3 separate regions of the Sus scrofa genome follow, and all the other regions are linked to region 1. Evidence: chromatin contacts called from public Hi-C data. All regions are on one chromosome and are shown on one strand. The core of a region is the stretch at or near the end of the contact, and the rest is flanking DNA. Distances in the headings are between cores, read along the strand shown. Region 1 has its middle 31 kb from the start of COL5A2. Region 2 has its middle 88 kb from the start of WDR75. Region 3 overlaps COL5A2 (collagen type V alpha 2 chain).

Evidence for each region. A called contact is a pair of places that touch in the nucleus more often than the background predicts.
Region 2: a contact with region 1 is called in a Hi-C map of skeletal muscle, with 5 times the contacts expected there. The contact joins two enhancer-like sites. A contact is called at or near these places in 4 of 47 Hi-C or Micro-C datasets (embryonic fibroblasts, fibroblasts, heart right ventricle and 1 more).
Region 3: a Hi-C map of skeletal muscle shows a contact between it and region 1, with 3 times the contacts expected there. The contact joins two enhancer-like sites. A contact is called at or near these places in 3 of 47 Hi-C or Micro-C datasets (embryonic fibroblasts, skeletal muscle and subcutaneous adipose tissue) and 1 of 2 datasets of contacts at active chromatin or transcription factors (skeletal muscle).

Annotation. Positions count from the first base shown.
Region 1 is chr15:93,787,789-93,792,331 of Sscrofa11.1, reverse strand. It overlaps a transcript of COL5A2 not described here. Among named protein-coding and RNA genes, the nearest start is that of COL5A2, 31 kb to the right of the region's middle. Within about 2 kb of position 2,356, at least 32 of the 83 cell types and tissues checked have an H3K27ac peak or open chromatin away from gene starts, as enhancers often do. A contact at or near this core is called in skeletal muscle, where this site is marked.
Region 2 is chr15:93,890,981-93,895,291 of Sscrofa11.1, reverse strand. It overlaps a transcript of COL5A2 not described here. Among named protein-coding and RNA genes, the nearest start is that of WDR75, 88 kb to the left of the region's middle. Within about 2 kb of position 2,036, at least 18 of the 83 cell types and tissues checked have an H3K27ac peak or open chromatin away from gene starts, as enhancers often do. A contact at or near this core is called in skeletal muscle, where this site is marked.
Region 3 is chr15:93,668,952-93,673,803 of Sscrofa11.1, reverse strand. It overlaps COL5A2 (collagen type V alpha 2 chain), which reads left to right. Exons shown (of 54, transcript NM_001105289.1): 7 at 4,390-4,500. Among named protein-coding and RNA genes, the nearest start is that of COL5A2, 87 kb to the left of the region's middle. Within about 2 kb of position 2,818, at least 17 of the 83 cell types and tissues checked have an H3K27ac peak or open chromatin away from gene starts, as enhancers often do. A contact at or near this core is called in skeletal muscle, where this site is marked.

The DNA of each region.
Region 1 (4,543 bases), core at 1,107-3,606:
AATGAATTGCATTATTATATCATTATTTCTTTAGAATCCTAATATCTGCCCTCCAGTGTGATTACTGTTTAATTGTAATGACATGTGTAACCTTTACTGTAGCACTAATCACATTATTGGTTTTTTTTTTTTTTTTTTCGTCTTTTTGCCTTTTCTAGGGCTGCTCCTGCAGCACATGGAGGTTCCTAGGCTAGGCATCTAATTGGAGCTGTAGCCACCAGCCTACACCACAGCCACAGCAACACGGGATCCGAGCTGTGTTTGCAACTTACATCACAGCTCATGGCAATGCTGGATCCTTAACCCACTGAGCAAGGCCAGGGATCGAACCTGCAACCTCATGGTTCCTAGTTGAATTTGTTAACCACTGAGCCACGACGGGAACTCCACATTATCGTTTTTTGTTTGTTGTTTACATACTAGGTCTTGAAAGGTCAAGACAGCAGGTATTTAGTTTTCTCAGCTTTAAATTCCCATCCCCTAGCCTCTAGAGAAAAGAATACTGAATGAATGAATGAGTTAGTTAATCATTCAGTCAATCTAACAAGAGCCAGTAGAGATTAGTAGATTGACTCAAAAGGAGAATTGTCTATGGAGAATTTTTAAAAATGAGCTGCTAAAAGTTGGTCTGCTTTATATTAGTAGTCTCCACTGCCAATTCTAAACAATGTCAATGACAAAAGAATCCTCTCCACCTGGGTGGATCACTGTCACTGTACACCTCCCCTCCCCCAAGCAGTTGGTCTCAAATCAGGCTACCAGAGTTTTCAGTGAATACTTGCTGGCAGCAATTTTGGGATTGTCTTATTTGTCCAATCCATCAGATACCTCTTGGCCTTCTCTGACTTTCTCCTGCACAGTTTCCCATCTCATACAGGTTAGAGGCTATTGGTGATTTGTTCCAACACACTTGTATATTGCTGTCTAATTTTGTTGTAAATGTTGTCCATGGGTTTTTTGTTTTACTCTCTAGCTCTTTTGTCCATTTTTATATAGATTTTATAGAAGATCCAAAAACGATGGTGTCCCTACTTCTGTCATCTTCCCAGAGTTCCCCTGGGTACTTTAATTTTTAATTTTTGTCAATATGAAATATAAATGGTACCTCATTGTTCTTTTTTTTTTTTCTTTTTTTTGTCTTTTTAGGGCCACACTTGTGGCATATGGAAGTTCTCTAGCTAGGGGTTGAATTGAAGCTGCAATCGCTGGCCTACATTACACCACAGCCACAGCAATGCTAGATCCGAGCCACATCTGCAATATACCACCACAGCTCATGGCAACGCTGGATCCTTAACCCACTGATTGAGGCCTCATGGATACTAGTCAGGTTCATTACCACTGAGCCACAATGGGAACTCCTGTTTTTAACTGTTTATTACTTGATGTTTAGTAAGCCTGATATTTTCTTATGTATTTTTTCTTTTGTGTATGGCCTGTTTGTAGTTTTTCTATTAGAGTCTTTGCCTTTTTCATAATAAGTAGAAACTCATTTTTTCCCCCCTTTTTTTTCAGCCACACATGTGGCATATGGCAGTTCCCAGGCCAGGGATCGAATCCAATCCTGTGGCAATGCCAGACCCTTAACACACTGTGCCGGGCTGAGGATCAAACCAGCAACACCACAGAGACAAGCCAGATCATTAACCCACTGTGCCACAGTGGGAACTCCTGTAAGAACTCATCCTAAGACGTAAATCTTAATTCTTATCTATCACATCACCATCATCATCATCATTTTTAACAGTGTGGCATTTATCATCTAAATTTGTGTTGACATTGTTTTAAACTAAGTGAATTAATTTTTCAAATTTTTTCTATATTGACTTTGGTTACATTTAGAGAGACCCACCCACTGGTTGATGAAAAGTTTGATAAGTTTTACTGATGAAAAATATTTAATTAATGTCACTTCAGGATGAAGAACCATGAAATCTTGGAAAGCAGCACATTTTCTTAATAGGAAATGGCACCAAACAATGTTATTTCTATTTGTAGATGGTCTCTGCATGTTATGGTCTATTAAACAAGTAATAACTCAGGTTTTTGCAGTGCCTCATTCTTTAAAAGAAAATGACTTCTTTCGCTTATCTAATTGAGGCTCATGATAATTCATATGCTTAGAAAAATAACTGCCTAAAGTCAGCAGCAATGGATTTCTTTTCCAAGTGAATTCTGCGTAATTATAAATCTCTTTTGTTGTTAAGAGCTCTGTAGATTAGTATTAGCAACTATAGTTAAAAAAAAATTGTGGACAAACCAGTGAACGGACATTTGCCAGGAAATGGATTGTTTGCAGACTGCTTGGCAGAGATCCCTGTAAAGAAGCACATCTACCCCCACCCCTTTACTCTGCTTTTCCTGCCTGCTCTGTTCCAAAGAAGCAAATGTTTAGGCACATTTGAACCATCAAAACGGGAAGTTTCTACTACTCTGAACAAAATAAATGATAAAGACCAGATGATATTTAAATATTACCCATTTTTTCTACAGTTGACATCTTTACATTTTTAAAAGTATTCTAAAAGGTCACCCTTCCATAGGCTTTTCTCTGTTTGATATTAAGTTAAAAGTTTAAGAAAGCTGTAAAGCACTCTTACGTAATTTGTGGAATTATTTCTTGGATGGAAGTTTTTTCTAAAAAAATGTCTCTTTAAGTAAAAATTTTTAGTTCTTATGATGCTGCAATTCTGGTGAGTCAGAAACAAACCATATTTGGACTTTCAGTTTTCCCCTTTCAATGGCTTCCTCTGACTTTTTTTTTTTTTTTTTCCAAGCTTAACAAATGTAAAATATTTTAATCAAGTGAAAACAGACGAAATGTGACTCATTCTGCTGGGCTAGAGATTGGTTTGCTGATGTCATCCCATTCTCTGCCGCCAAATCACTCTAAGCCAAAAAATCAATCTAGAAGATCCTGCATTTCAGTGTAGGAAGGAAAGCATTTTGTTTTAAACTCTCTTTTATCTCCCCATTCCCTCTCCTTTATGTTTCCTCAAAAAGCCCCCAAAACTTGAATAATTTCATACTTTGCTTTGTGTCTTTTACCGCATACATTTGCTTTCAGCCCCCGTGTCTCTATTCTACGGCTTAATATATATTTCTTCGAAGACTGTTTGCTATTCTTTGTGTAGAAAAGAGAGCCATAAGATTTATACTTAGCAGCTTGAAAACTCTGCTCACTCTTTCTACAGCCTCCCTTTTAGGACAGGCATTACTATCTGTTTTCATGACTTTATCTACCATCTTTATTCTGAGAGCTCTGAAATCTTTATCTTTTTTAGGAACTGCTTTAAAGGACCTGACTCAAATTCGACTTTCAAGGGACATCAATCCTCAGATGTCCCTCAAGCACCTTTTAATTCAAAATATTCAAAACTGAATTAATTATTCCTACTGAGCACCCAAAACTGACCTTTTAAATATTTTTTTTGTGGTTAATATTAATAGCTTCATCATCCTTCCAGTCACCAAAACTAGTCTCTGAAGTATTTTTTTAAAGCTCTCCTCTCCATGAGCCTTCTGGTTGAGTAACTGTTCATATATTATTGCTTCCTTCTCAGAAATAACTCAAGAATTTAGTCCAGTTTTAGTTGTTAAAAGGAAGGACTTTGGAACCAGAAGACTGGGGTTTAAATCCTGTCTCCACTATGACTACCTGTGTGACTTAGAGCTTATTAATTGAAATCTCCCTGGGTCTCAGTTTTCTTATCTATGAAATGGAAGTATAGTATGAAAGTACAGGGATAATGGATTTAGAAAGGTGCTTGGTATATTGTAAGTTCACCATACTCTTAGCTATTATTATTATCAGCATTATCATCGCCACAGATTCAGTGACTTTATCTCTTTTCTACAATATTGAAATGATCTTTTAAGTAATCTTCTAACTCCAGTCCTTACCACTCCATTTCCTAATCCAGGTAAAAAGTTTCTGTCAGTCAGAGTCCAGTTAGAACACTAGAAGTTATACTAAGTATTTCAACATAGAGAATTGAAAAGGTATTGAATAATAGTTATTAGAGGATTAAAAAAAGAAGAAGAAGAAGTAACCAGAAAAAAACAGAGCTCCTAAGGCTGAGGGAAGAGAGGCACAAGGCTGGGGTTTTCAGAAACTGGATGATTAAAGGAAAGGCCCTAGAAGGGGACTTGGGCTTGGAGGAAGTGGAGTTACCTGGAAGGTGCTGGTTCCTCCTAGGGGGGCCTCACAAGGAGGGTTTGAAAGAGCCAAAAGAAATCTGAGTGCCATCCTAGAGTAACTGACAAACCATGAAGCAACCAGCAAGGAGAGAGTCCCTTGTCCTTTTATCAATCTTCTGGTTTCGCTTTGTAGTCTCCTATTGACAGAATCTATCAGTAGGATAGATGGCAAAAGAGGGTGATTTTTAGAATCTCAACACTAGCATCCCAGGACAGAATATGGAAGGATGGATTGGTGATGAGAGTCAGTAGTTTAATAACCAATATAGTATGCTATCTAAAATACAGACCATCTCTCCTCCTCAGTTTGAAACCATTCAGTGGCTCCTCATTGCCTATGGAA
Region 2 (4,311 bases), core at 787-3,286, 100 kb before region 1:
AATACCTCACCTGCCTCTACATGTATGCTGTTTTTCACAATAAGAAATGAAGTTTATTTTCCCTCCTCTTGGAAATGGGCTGTACTTTTGACTTGCTTTAACTAATACAATGTGGCAAAAGTGACATTCAGGCATGTTCTAGTCCAGGCCTTCAGGGCCTTTGTATCATCGTTAAGGGGCCTGCAGTTTCCTTGTCCTTGCCTTTTGGAGCCTAGTTGCCATGCTTTCAAGATGTTCACTCTAGACTTAATGATTGAAGGCCATGTGGATAGATACCCTGTAGGATGAGAGATATTGATTTTATTTTATTTTGGTCTTTTTGCCTTTTCTAGGGCTGCTCCCACGGCATATGGGAGTTCCCAGGCTAGGGGTCCAATCAGAGCTGTAGCTGCTGCTTACACCAGAGCCACAGCAACGTGGGATCCGAACCGTGTCTGCAACCTACACCACAGCTCACGGCAACGCCAGATCCTTAACTCACTGAGCAAGGCCATGGATCGAACCTGCAACCTCATGGTTCCTAGTCCGATTCGTTAACCACTGAGCCATGATGGGAACTCCAATTGAAGGTATTTAAAGTGTACATTGCGGTGATTTGATACACATATATATTGTGAAAGGATTCCCCCATCCGTATAGCTAATTAACACACGTGTCACCTCACGTTCATCTTTTTTGGTGAGAACATTTAAGTTCTACTCTCTTAGCAAATTTTAATTATACAATAAAGTTTTATCAATCTTATAGCTGAAAGTTTGTGCCATCTTACCAATCTAATTGTTACACATTAGATTCACCATGTAGCTGAAAGTTTGTACCCTTTTACCAACGTCTCCCTATTTCCCCCATCCACCAGCCCCTGATGACCACTTTTCTGTTCTATGTTTCTATGAGTTTAATCCTTTATTTTTAAAGATTCCACATACAAGCATACCATGGAGTATTTGTCTTTTTCTGTCTGGCTTATATCTCTTAGCATAATGCCTGTAAGATCCTTCCATGTTTTAGCAAATGGCAGGATTCCTGTCTTTCTCATGGCTGAATAATATTCCACTCTGTGTGTGTGTATATCTGGTTATCTATCTATCTATGTATCTATGTATCTATCTATCTATCCCACATGTTCTTATCCACTCATCCATTGAGTTGTTTACATATTTTGGTTATTGTGAATAATGCTGCAATGAAGATGGGAGGGCAGATATACTGTTGGTATCCTTTGTTCATTTCCTTTAGAAATTTCTACTTTTAGGCTTACTCTTCCAATTTTTAAATGTTGTCAACTAACTGAAAAAAGTCTAAAATGCTATGTAAGTCAAACTGAACATGTGTTTGGGCTGGACCCAGTTTGCCACATCTGTGTAGAGTCTGATCCACAACAGAATCAAGGGAGGGATGAGTGTGGATCTGGGAGAAGAACTGCCTTTTCAAAGGAAGCATGTGTGTGGGAAATGCCAAGAGTAAAGGAGAGATGAAGGACTGAACTAGGGAGTGGAGCAGCGATGAGTCACTTAAGGAGTCAAGAGAGATCAGGTCGCCCTCCATTAACATGCCTATTAAATGAAGGAATAACACTTATTGGGATAATGCTAAAACATTTTATAATATTATGCCTTCTTTCATGTTCATATCATCATATTGTCAGGAAACAAACCAATAAGACCATGTATGGATTTTGGATGCTATTTAGAACTAGGTGGTTTATTGTTTGGTACTTTGGGGAGAAAAGAAGAGAAAGTGGAGGAGCCAGCTAAGAGTAGAGAATAGGCCTTGGAGGTGAAGACTGCTAATCTGTAAATGAGCGAAGTACAGTTAAATTAAAAGAGTATGTAGAGAAAAGAGCTCAGGAGTATTGTTCAATACTTAGAATGGAAAGCGAGAACTGGGGTTAGACAAAAGTGGAGAATAGCCAGGAATCAAGTCCTGGTGGGCTGGGAGGTGACTTGGCAGTTTTGGTCAAAGTGGAAGCCAAGGTGAGATACTGAACTGGGTGGCCAAGATCAGAGCCAGAACTATTGAATACGGAGCCAGGGATCTGGAGGCAGTTTGGAAGGATATGCAGGGGGGGCTATGCCAAGAATATATACCCTCTGGTTTGGAGTTTTCAAATGGGAAAATTGCTGAGTTCACAATAGATATTATGTAACATAGTGATTCTTCTTAGGCCAGTCTTTATGTTAACATCGAATTAAGAGTTAAACAAATTTAAAATCTGGAATTTGGTTTAAAAAGATGAAAACATCCAAACATATCATCTTTCCAACAAATGTTTTTTAAACAGATATTTTAGCCAAGTTGCCTAAGAACAACAGTTGACGAGAACTGCACGTCTTCAAACACTGTCTACTGCAGAATGGAAACAGGAACCTCTGGGAATATCTATGAGTCATAAAATGTTGTAGGAACTTTCCAAAGATGCTTTTTTTTGTTAGGATGGAGAGTTCTAATCTCACATTGGCAGGCTTTCTTGGCGACAAGGTACATTGTTTACTTTGATTCCTTCTCAGCTGTCCTGCATGACCTTGGTTCATCAAGTTTTTGATATATTGGAGCAGAAGAGTTGCATAATATGATGAGATTGTAACCCCTTCTGCTCTTCTAGTCTCTTAAAATAGATAAAAATCATGATTCTAATCTAAGCTTTCTCTGTATGTTCAATTTTTTGAAGAAAGTATTTAGATTACTCCCATAATTTTGAAAGCTTATAGTACTGATAATTGGAGACATATGGTTTATTTAATTAAAAGAGGGATGTCAAAAAACATTTCATAATGCTGCCAGAAAGGATTATTTCTGTGTGTGCATGTTTGCATGAGGGGGTTATTTAGTATAGTTTAAATACTGATATTTCAGTTTGGCAAAATACAGACACAAATGCATATATCATAAACATAGTTATCAATGTGAAGCACTGACCAGAAAGTAGGCCAGAAAAAAAGAGTACCTAAGCCTTAATCCATAAATTAATCCTGAATCCAGATTCTTTGATATTTAATGGAATGTGAATAATTTCTAAATTGATTTATTGTTTAGACTTTTTTCCTATCTTTATTTAATTCTTAAAATAGAGGTGTACTTTACTTAACATGTGAAAATCTTAAGTGTACAGTTCAGAAGTTTTTCAACTTTGTGTAATCATCACCCAAATCAACATACAGAACATTTCCATCACCCAGAAAGCTTCCCTGTGCTCCTTCCTAGTCTTTTTCCTACCTCTTCCAAATACCAGATAGTGTAGATTAGCTTTGCATGTTCTTGTACTTCAAATAAATTGAATTATATAGTGTGTACTCTCTTGGCTTTGGTGTCTTTGACCCAACTTGTTTTGAAGATTCATACACATTGTTGTGTATATCAATTGTTCATTCCTTTTAGTTGCTAAGCAGCATCCATCATGTAAGTGTACCACTGTTTTTTTTTTTTATATTATTTCTCAAATACGTTATTTTTTTCTACTATACAGCATGGTGGCCCAGTTATACATACATGTATACATTCTTTTTTCTCACATTATCATGCTCCATCATAAGTGACTAGATATAGTTCCCAGTGCTATACAGCAGGATCTCATTGCTAATCCATTCCAAAGGCAATAGTTTGCATCTATTAACCCCAAGCTCCCAAACCATCCCACTCCCTCCTCCTCCCCCTTGGCAACCACAGTCTATTCTCCAAGTCCATGAATAGACATTTCTCCAAGGAAGATATACAGATGGCCAACAGGCACATGAAAAAATGCTCAACATCACCACTGTTTGTTTTATTCTCTTCATGATAGGTTTGCATTGTTTCAGATTTTGGCTATTATAAATAAGGGTGGTAAAACATTCATGTGATTGTCATTTTGTGGATATGTTTTTATTTTTATTTTTATTTTTGTCTTTTTTTTTTTTTTTGTCTTTTGAGGCCCTCACCTGTGGCATACGGAGGTTCTCAGCCTAGGGGTCTAATCAGAGCTGTTGCCACCAGCCTACGCCAGAGCCACAGCAACGCCAGATCCGAGTCATGTCTGTGACGTACACCACAGCTCACGGCAACACTGGATCCTTAACCCACTGAGTGAGGCCAGAGATTGAACCTGCAACCTCATGGTTCCTAGTCAGATTCGTTTACACTGCGCCATCATGGGAACTCCTGTATATGTGTTTACATCTTGGGTAATATCTAGATGTGGGGGTCACTGCATCATAGGACTTTGGCAAGTTGTTTGGCAATTTCTTATAATGTGGCTGTATGATGTTACAATCTTATCAGCAGTGCATGGAGTTTCAAATGTCCTACATCTTTGTCATCTTTTGGTATTATTAGTCT
Region 3 (4,852 bases), core at 1,569-4,068, 120 kb after region 1:
GATATTATTTTTTGTTTCTACACATTTCACCAAGTATAGGTTGATGCCAATACTTTTTCCAAACTGCAGCTGGAGTTATGGAAGGTATTTGCAGTGGCCCCAGGGAAGTAATGCACAGCCACGTAGTTGGGCAGCAGTACTGTGTTCCGATTACCTTATGTCCCATTTTTCGTTGCTGTTCTGCTGAGTTGCCTTGCCTATGTTGGTAACTTAAACACTGTTGGTAGTTCTTCAGATGTCTGTCCAGTGTCCAGGATGACAGATAGTTGGAAGGTGACTTCAGTTGGGTAGAGGTAGGTGGTCATGTAGACAACACTGTGTGTCGATGTGCACAGAATAATTGATAAAACTGAGTCCTAAGTCTAGGCGGAAGTTGCTATGGAAACAGTGATTGGACTTCCAGAAATTCTTGTTAGGATTCAGTGAATCTACTCCTTATTCCTCTTACTCTTCTGTTTCCCCTCCTTTCTGCTTCCCTTCCCTTCTCTTCTTTTCTCTTTGTAAGTGATATGCTCCATTTCCTATCTTGATTAGACCTGAGACAGTCAGTGTGAAGTGTGTGTGTGTGTGTGTGTGTGTGTGTGTGTGTGTGTGCGTGAAAAGAATGAGGAATAGTTATTTATGTAGAATTGAGCAAGGCAATCCTGGCAGACACCCAAGTAGGAAATCTGTCCCTCTCTTATCCTAGCAAACAGTCGTGTGATGGTGTTTAGTAACTGACTCATTTTAAAAAATGTGCCTGTAGCTTTTGCTGATTTCCCTGGTGTAAATACTCCCACCATGGCTGTTTTCAAGATACTGGAATGATGTCATAAAACACATACAGGTAGAATGCTTTATCTCAGGTCCCAAGACTTGTCTACCTGGACAAGAGATATATGGCCAGCAAAATATAAGCTGGTGCTGTTATCATAAATATGATTTTTCTCCCCTTACTTCCATAACCATCAACCACTACTTCACACAGTAGAACACAATTTCTTAACACGATTGATGTTTGGGGCCAGATAATTCCTTATGAATTGTAGGACACTTGGCAGCATTCCTCATTTCTACCCTTTAGATGCTAGTAGCAGCACCTGCCCCCTCCCTCATAAAATACCTCTTGGTGTTGCCACATGTCCCTTGGTGAGGGGTGGAAAGTGCTTAAGATTAATAACTACTGATGTAGTGATACTTTCATGAAGCCTTTATTACTAACCAGTTATCATCATGATTGGCTCTCAGCATGTCCTTAGTTTTAAGTGTATTGTCCTGGAAACTTCATAGAGACAAACTAGGAACCTGTCAGGAGGTGGACAGTCAATGGTGTGCTGAGTTCTAATTCTACAGGACACTTAACCTCTATAGATCTGTTTCCTCATCTGTAAAAGTGGAAATATACCAGTTCTTACTAACTCTAACATCATTAGTAGTCTTTTCTACTTGGGACTGTTTAAAGTCGCCACCTAGTGGCAATCTACAAGTACTTTCTGTTTTATCGTGGATTGCTGCCTGAGATACTGGGAATATTCTGGAGGATGGGAAGGAATAATTATACATTGAACACTCACCTTAATATAAAACTTATGTGCATCAGATCACTTGGAAATATGAAAGTATGTGTTTTAATGTATTCTAAACATAATTTTTGTTTTAAAGTTTTATCAGTAAAATATATAATATTTTTTCTTATTTTCTCTTATAATCATGCTCATTATGCTCACTTAATTTTGATAACTTTAACAAGTTTTTATTGATTTTAATCTCAATTTGTATGGAAGTAAATCATGTAAGCTATTTAGAGGAGATACCATGGAGGCACAGAATGCATCATGAAGCCAGTGAGAAAGTGAGCTGTCTTCAGAGCAGACTTTTAAACATGATCATTAATCACAGAGAACTGGAAAAAGGACATACGTTTTTGAGGATTAATATTAGCCAAACCTCTCTCTACTCCCACGGACACTAAATGTTGTTTTTGGTTTTGTCTTTGGAAATCTCTTTGGGAGCAGAGATTGTTTTAGCTCTTTTTTTGTTGTTGTTGTTATTTTTTTATCTCATTTTTCTCAATATTAACAATACTTGGTTATCAATGATCAGTTTCACACTTTAAAAATACTTTAAGAGTTTTCCACACAAGGTTTTGTGAGTAGGCTGGACTATTGCCAATATACATTTCCAGCTCATGGTGTCACATTTATATGATTCAGAAGTCCTATATAGCAATTAAAAATTAGCCTCCATTATGTATAATGAAAAAAGAGTGCAGTGATTTGTTAGTGGTTTAGCAGTCAGAAGGGTCTTGATTTTTAAAGGGTGAGAATAATTTTCTGAGAAATTAGTTTTGAAAATGTGAGCTTTTTTAGGCTAAGTTACCTACTTCTATTTGAATAGATAAATTAGCTGAATTATTCCACTACTCCAGAAAGTAAACATGTCAAACATAAATGTTTGAATATATTGAAATATATTAGTTAAATTTCTCAATAGCTATTATGCCCCCAAACATCCTATACAAACTGCCCCCTCTGCTTATCCCATATTTACTCCCTCTGCTGTATCAGGTCATTTTGGCTTATTATGTAGATATTCTCATGCTTAAGCATAAGAAGCTTCTTTTGCTATTAAACTCTAACTCACTTACCATATTTTTCTTGATCCCTGCTTCTATTTAGTAAAATCACATTGGATTTTGAGTTCTTTAGTCCTTTCTTTCCTTTCTTTCTTCCTGTTTAGAATCTCCAGGGTTAAAAAGCCAGCAAATACTTAACAAGTCTTATGGGAATGATGAGGTTAGGAGACGGAGCCTTTCCAGAACTGAGGACGTGGCTGTTCCCCAAGCTGCCTTCAGAATGTGGGTTAGGAGGAGGGTGGAATTTGGCAGCTAACGCTCATTGCTCACTTCCCTGAGAACTAGACTTGGCAGAGTCCCCATGCCTTTCCCTCTCCTTCTCATTGCTCTGGTCTACCTTTGGGAGTGGTAGGGAAAATAAAGCGTGCCAGACTTCAAGTACTAGGGTAAAGAGGATTGAAATGTGAAAATGTAATAAGCATATACTGAATGTCTACTATCAGCCAGGAAATATGTGAAGCATTAAAAAATTAGAAAGATGAGAAAAACCACAAACCCCGATCAGGAACCCATCACATTCTTTTTATAAGTGAGGAGAGATTAAGCAAGCACATACAAAGTTAATTTAATCTAAGACAGACAAATGAATTTAGAAATTGTTGGAGTTTCCTGGTGTCCGAGTGGTTAAAGGGTCTAGCATTATCACTGCTGTGGCTCAGGTCACTGTTGTGGCACAGGTTTGATTCCTGGCCTAGGAATTTCTGTATGCCATGGGCATGGCCAAAAAAAAAAAAAAAAAGAAAAAAAGAAAAAGACAATGTTGATTAGATATTCTTGAAGAGCAAAACTCAACCAAATAAGCAAGCTGATTATAAAATACTGATGAACTGAATTCAGTCTTCCAAGAAGAATGATTACTGGGGATTTAACACATCAAAAGTAAAATTCTTACACAGAATATACCATGTTCTGATGGTAGAGGCTGTAACCAGTGCTGAAATCTGCAATGTTGGCATAGCTGATGAAACATACTGTAGGGGGCTGGCTTGCTATTTTTTAAGACAATTTTTTAAAGGTAGTTTTAGGTTTACATCAAATTGAAGGTAAAGTACAGAGAGTTCCTATATACTCTCTGCCCCCATACATGCATAGCTTTCCCCATTATCAACATCCCCTGTCAGAGTCCATAGTGTACATTAAGGTTCCCTCTTGGTGTTATATATTTTGTGTCTTCAAGCAAGTGTATATTTACATGTGTATACCATTATAGTATCTTAAGAGTATTTTCACTGCCCTAAAAATCATTGTGCTCTGTCTATTCATCCCCCACATCCTCACCCTAACCCCTGCAGCCACCAACCTTTTGCTGTCTCAATAGTTTTGCTTTTACCAGAATGTCATAGAGTTGGAATCATACAGTATGGCTAGTCATTTAAAAAATAACGAAAACACTTCTCCATTGAGAAGTCTGTGCATTTTGTTTTCTACTAAGTACATATTTATTTATTTATTTATTTATTTATTTATTTTTTGTCTTTTTGCTATTTCTTTGGGCCGCTCCCGCGGCATATGGAGGTTCCCAGGCTAGGGGTCGAATCGGAGCTGTAGCCACCGGCCTACGCCAGAGCCACAGCAACGCAGGATCCGAGCCGCGTCTGCAACCTACACCACAGCTCACGGCAACGCCGGATCGTTAACCCACTGAGCAAGGGCAGGGACCGAACCCGCAACCTCATGGTTCCTAGTCGGATTCGTTAACCACTGCGCCACGACGGGAACTCCTACTAAGTACGTATTTAGCAATGGGTTCTAACTTCTACTTGCTTGTTTTCCAGGGTCCGCGTGGTCCTCAGGGAATTGATGGAGAACCAGGTGTTCCTGGTCAACCAGGTGCCCCAGGACCTCCTGGACATCCGTCTCACCCAGGACCAGATGGCATGAGCAGAGTGAGTTGTGTGCATTGTCCAATATCATCTTTGGGATGATATATTACATTATTAATTTATGGTTGTGATTTTAAATTGTGTTCAGATGTTGACCCTTGACTGTAGAGAGCAACTGAGGGCATGCAATGTTGCTATGAATAACAATAAAACTAAGAAATCCACAGGGAATTGTTGGAAAATTCAAAGTATCATTTTTAAAAAGTGCTGCTTCAAGTTATTTGTAGTTCTTAGTTCTGAACACTGGAATTTTATTTTTTCCATTTGATTCTAAAGGACCACTAGCATTATTCCCATTATTAATTGAAAAGAGAACTATGTCTTCATCCTTCTCTGTCCTCTAGACTGACAAAAT